Linked DNA regions of Siniperca chuatsi: region 1 is linked to region 2. The links are chromatin contacts, called in public Hi-C maps. All regions are on one chromosome and are shown on one strand. Each heading gives the region's core, a stretch centred on a gene start, on an enhancer-like site or on the middle of the called end of the contact. The rest is flanking DNA. Distances are from core to core; before and after follow the strand shown.

Region 1 (2,700 bases), core at 28-2,527, 84 kb before region 2:
GTCCACGTCTGAGGCATACGCTGGTGGCTGCTCAGGGCCTTCAGAGCCTCAGCGATGGTCAGTTTGCCTTTCGGAACATCTGTGAGCTCCACCAAGCCATACGGGTCTCCTGGTAAACTGAACCTCAGCGGCCGCCGCTCCGCTTCTTTACCCACTGTCACTTCCTTCAATGCCTGTGGGAAGATTAAGCAGAAGGAAAGGAGTCTAAAATATTTAAAACCCCTACTGTTGTTAGGCAACATACACACGTGACTGTGAAGAGATTTCCCTGTAACCAACACTTTGTTTTATGTAATCTGAAAAACTATTGGCTGAATATCCATTAAATTCGCTGTGGATATTTGTGGTTCCTTAATGACTCATGTTCTTTCTTCTAGCAACAATATGAGGCCAGATTTAATAAAGGAGTGAACAAACCCACAGAGAAATATTAGCTTCTTTCAGCTCTTTGTTTTAGTTTTCTGTCCCGCAACTTTACTGTTCTGGTTCAGTCTCACTGCTCTCATCAGCCTTGTTTCTATCAGAGGTAGGCAGCTGTTTTCAGCTAAAAAAAGCTCTGATAAACCGACTGTATACTACCTGTTCTGTACCAAACAGCAGACAAAGTTAGTAACTAGCTGATGAACATTTAGCAGCTATTGCCTCAGTGAGGTCCTGTTTCACTCTGCTATGGGAAAGGGGGGGAGACAAAAAGCTAGAGATGACAGAGTGTCCATAATGTCACTGTAGCCTAATAATCAAATAGCCTTATAATGCGAATACTCTCGAATGAAATCAAATAAAGCACCATGTATCATTAGAGCCATTCATACAAATTGACAGTCAGTGTCCCAGTCTGACCTCTGCTGCTGCTGGATCTTTCGACTCCACATACACAGACTCGAGGCGCTTCAGCAGAGGGTCGTTCTTCTGGTTGACTGAGTCCGCTGTCTCCACTACTGAAACACACAACATGCTCGTCAACAGGGACACTGTTCCAGAGGTTTAATTGGAAAGCTTAAATGGTTAACGATACGTGTGAGGCTGAGGTCAGTCTGGTCAGGAGACAGTTAACTTGCACAAATTAGCGAACATTTCAGACGCTCACCTTCAGAACTTCCGGCGGAGGGCGGGAGGATAACCGCGTGTCGGGGTGCCGCTAGCGGTTTTTCCTTAGAGATTTCTCGGTGTACCCGGTTTTCTAGGTTGAAATTTCTGAACATACGCGCAACCCGTGCCCCCATGTTTAACAAATTACCAAAGACCTAACAATAAAGTTTAGTCAAACTGTCGACGGTGAGCGAGAAGGTTCATTTCACAATGGAGAGGCGAATACAGCAATTAACAGCGACACCATGTGGTTGGAAGATTGTAATGTTCCTCATTTCTTTATTTTCAAAGTACGCAATTACAAAAAAGGTTCTACTTATCTATTTATCTATTATGGAAACACATTTCAGACATGGTCAAAAATCAAGTCAAGTCCTCAACAATGGAATTTATAAGGAAACTAGTCACATTTATGAGAATCGTCATAATTTTGAGATAGTAGGCCTAAGTTTTGATTTACCAAATAAAAATTAGGAAATTAGGGAAAGTCCAAACTTAACTATCTCCTAAGTTTGACTTAGTAAATCTCAAAATTTATGTCATAATTGTATGTAGTTGTTCTATTGTTTATAGATACTTTTGATATATATATTTATCTTTTTTCACCTACTTATATGTAAAATTATAACTAAATGTTTATATTTACCTTTGTTCAGCTTTATTGTCCTTGTTTTTAGCTGTATTTCTATTTCTGTGTCAGTACACTGAGGGCAACAAAAAAAGTCAAATTCTTTGTGTGTACATAAACTGAAAGCTGACACTGATTCTGATAATTCTGACGTAACACCTTATAGTTATATTATTATTACTATTAATACTTATTATCTCTCAGTACTATGTGCGGTTGGTCTTAGATTATTTGATAATATATGAAATTGTAACATTAAAAGTGACAGGGGGGGCTTAGTGTCCGGTGGCTTAGTGGTTTATGACACCACAAAACGTCAACATCTAAAGTTGCTCCCTGTCTGCTGGATGTGTGAATAGGCAACTATTTGTTAACATGCTTTGGCCAAAAATGATTATTACAGCTTTAATTAACATTACTTATTGCCAAACGTTATGCAATAGCTGCCTAATAAAGGCAAAATGCCCCCAAAGAAGGGAAACTGGTGCACATGGCAGAAAAAATACATAAAAATAAAATACAAATTCAAAATCTAAAATTAAAATCTATATATCAAGGTCAATATGTCTGGGATTTCAGAGACACACAACACAATGCTTGTGTGTGAAACATAGGTATGAAATATGGTCAATGATGAAAAATCGAATGATCATTTGACTAACCTCCAATAATAACCTACTTTAATCAATTGGAATTTTACTTTGATTGGGTGATTATAGCAACGTACTAAATTGAGCTATCCTTTAAAATACAATGACTGCAATGTTGTTTCATTGTCTGAATTTCTTTGAATTGACTTGATTGTGGTAATTTGCAATATTAAAAATTGCTATGGAGATGTATTTCATTAAGAATTTTTAAAGGAAATCACATATATATGATATCTAATTATAGATCTATGTAATAATAGATGGTTCTTCTTTCGAGTGTAAAGCATACATTTCTGCAGTCTACGATTAAAAACAAGGTGACAAGTTGCATGG
Region 2 (2,700 bases), core at 34-2,533:
AAGTCATACAGTCCCTGATGTTCCCCACTATAAGCATTCATGCTTTGTTCCAGGTGAGTTTTAAGTCTTACAGGTGAGTTTTAATTTCTCCATGCAGTCTAAAAACAAGGTACATACAGTATATTGTGTGTTAGCAAGTTATGTAACATTACTGTCATGTTAGCCAGTCATCATCATCGGCCAGCTAATCTTCATAGTCCCTGAACATTCGTTCCCTCCCGATCCTTCCATTCGCATTGTCCTGAGTGTCACCGCAGTATTTATATGTTTACAGCAATCAGACTGATTATTTCACCTTGCCAAAATGGTCGCGTCAATCAGTGGTATCCCCCACCCTGGGATATCATTTGAAGGTGGAAATTTGACAGGTGGGTCAGAGTTTAATTACAGGTGTGCACATTTTCCCATCAAGTTTGTTTTTATAGATCACAACTTTTGCGTGGGAAGTGGTGTACGCCTCTTTCAGGCCCTGTTTTGTGCGTACACAACGGTTATAAATGAGACCCCAGGTCCTGGTCTTGTTAAGAAGAGGACCAGTCTGTGGTCCCCGTGTGGGCAGTCTTACCCCAGGATGTGTTCACAGATTAGCCTGCAGTAGTCACTGTGGGAGCTGGTGATGAGGAGGAGGACCTTCCCAGTGTTCTTCATGCTGCGCAGCCAGGTCTTGACGGAGTCAGAGCAGGGCTGCAGGTACCGGCCCGGGTCCCTCTTCACACTGGGGAAGTACGTCCCTGCATCCTCTGCATAGAGACACAAACACAGTTAGACAACCGGCTTTGATCTTAAAGGCACAATACAGATGGGACTTTCATGGTCTGTGACATGTATAAAAATTAATCATATGCTGTCGTCTTCAGAGTCACCGATCTCAACCCAGTTGAACTAGGTTCAAGGTACATTTATTTGTCATTCTACAAAACAAGTCTGCACAATTAAATTAAAGTTGGAGCCCCCTTCAAGCTACACACACAGAACATATATACAAATATTAGAATATTTGAAATTAGAATAGAATAAAAATAAAACCAATATATACAGTTGCCAGATAGTATCAGGGTGAGCAGGCTGTTGCTGGGGTGGGTATCGTATTTTAGTATCCTTTGGGCTCTGCGCAGGCACCTCACCTCACCGATATCACTGATGCTCACTACACGGGTAACAATGATGTTGTGGGCAGTTTTAATCACCTGCTGCAGAGCCCCTCCGGTCCTGGGCCGTGCACATCCCATGCCTGTGTGTAATGTTTCCAGTCAGGATGCTAATCTCTCAAAGTTAACAAGAACTTGGCACAGGAAGTTTGCCTTAAGTTTCCTTAAGAAATACAGCTGTTTCTGAGCTTTCTTTACCAAGGTGGAGATGTGTGATGACCATGACAGGTTCTCTATGATGCTGATTACCAGGAACCTAAAACCTTCTCCACCTCTGCTCCACTGATGTAGACCGGAGTATGTGTCTTTGCCTCCTTTTTCCTAAAATCAACGATCAGCTCCTTGGTTTTGCTGACACTGAGCAGTAGGTTGTTCTCTGTGCACCACTCTGCAAGATTGTTGATTTCCTCCTGATATGAATCCTCATTGTTGTTTGTCATCCGGCCGATGATGGTAGTGTCGTCTGCAAACTTCACAACAGAGTTCTCTCCATGTCGGGGGCTGCAGTCATGCGTGTACAGCGTGGACAGGAGGAGGCTGAGCACACAGTCCTGGGGGGCTCCAGTGAGTGGAGGAGGTGTGACCGCCAATCGGAACTGTCTGGGATCTGCTTGTGAGCAAGTCCAATATCTAGTTGCAGAGTGTATTACTCAAGTCCAGAATGCTAAGTTTGACAATCAGTTTCATGGAGGGGATTGTGCTGAATGCTGAGCTGAAATCAACAAACAGCATTCTGATGTAGGTGTTGTAGAACTATGGGAGATTTTGGACCAATGTGTGACAACACTCTCTACCACCATCATCAAAACACCAAATGAGGGAATATCTTTTGGAAGAATTCTGTTAAACCCTCAAGAAGAATTCCAGAATCTATTCCAAGGAGCATTGAAGCTCATGGTGGCACAAAAGTGTACTACTTACACTTTGGCTTGGTACTTTCAATAAAACACAAACAAGTGTAGTGTTGCTGTAGCTTAACTACTGCCAGTGAGGAGTAACTTGTAGGTTCACTAGCTACAGCTTAAAAGTAGCTTCCCTACAGCATGTATGTGGCTAGCTTGACCTTGCAAGGAGCCACTATGTCACCAAGCTTTAAGACACACCTGTTACCTGTTAGTGTAGCTAGGAGAGCTATTGTGACTGACTGGAGCTATCACATTCCTGCTGATTTTGGAGCTTTGGATGAGTCTTTAGATGGGTGAAATAAACCATTAACAATGGATTAGCTTCTTCACCGAAGCCCGTAAAATTTAAAATAAGCAATGAGGTTTTTTCTTTTTATGAGACATCAAAGGACACATGCTTCCATTTCTCTCATTACAAACTAAATGTTTATAGATTGAGCCAAGGGTGAACAATGGCTAAAGGCTTTTTACATGCTGGGTTTATATGTTGAACAGGCCCTGAGTGGATGGATTCTGCTTAAAAATTACAAAATATATCGATGTCTGCATGGTCAACATTCTTACACAGTTAATTTAAACTGTAGTTTAAACATTTTGTTGTGTCTCTAGAAGCTACGAACCAGTGTATAGCTATTGTTTTGTTTATG

What was found. Hi-C and Micro-C count contacts between places; a contact is called where the count stands out from the background.
Region 1: a contact with region 2 is called in a Hi-C map of an unstated tissue, with 5 times the contacts expected there. The contact joins the promoter of ndufaf4 here to the enhancer-like site in region 2. A contact is called at or near these places in 2 of 3 Hi-C or Micro-C datasets (skeletal muscle and an unstated tissue).

The regions. Positions count from the first base shown.
Region 1 is chrLG16:3,271,925-3,274,624 of ASM2008510v1, reverse strand. ndufaf4 (NADH dehydrogenase [ubiquinone] 1 alpha subcomplex assembly factor 4) reads right to left here and starts at 1,277. Exons shown (of 3, transcript XM_044168800.1): 1 at 1,088-1,277; 2 at 841-938; 3 at 1-173. The coding sequence starts at 1,223.
Region 2 is chrLG16:3,187,839-3,190,538 of ASM2008510v1, reverse strand. It overlaps nt5dc1 (5'-nucleotidase domain-containing protein 1), which reads right to left. Exons shown (of 12, transcript XM_044168796.1): 7 at 566-740. Among protein-coding and RNA genes, the nearest start is that of LOC122862928, 31 kb to the left of the region's middle. Within about 2 kb of position 1,283, the one cell type or tissue checked has an H3K27ac peak away from gene starts, as active enhancers do.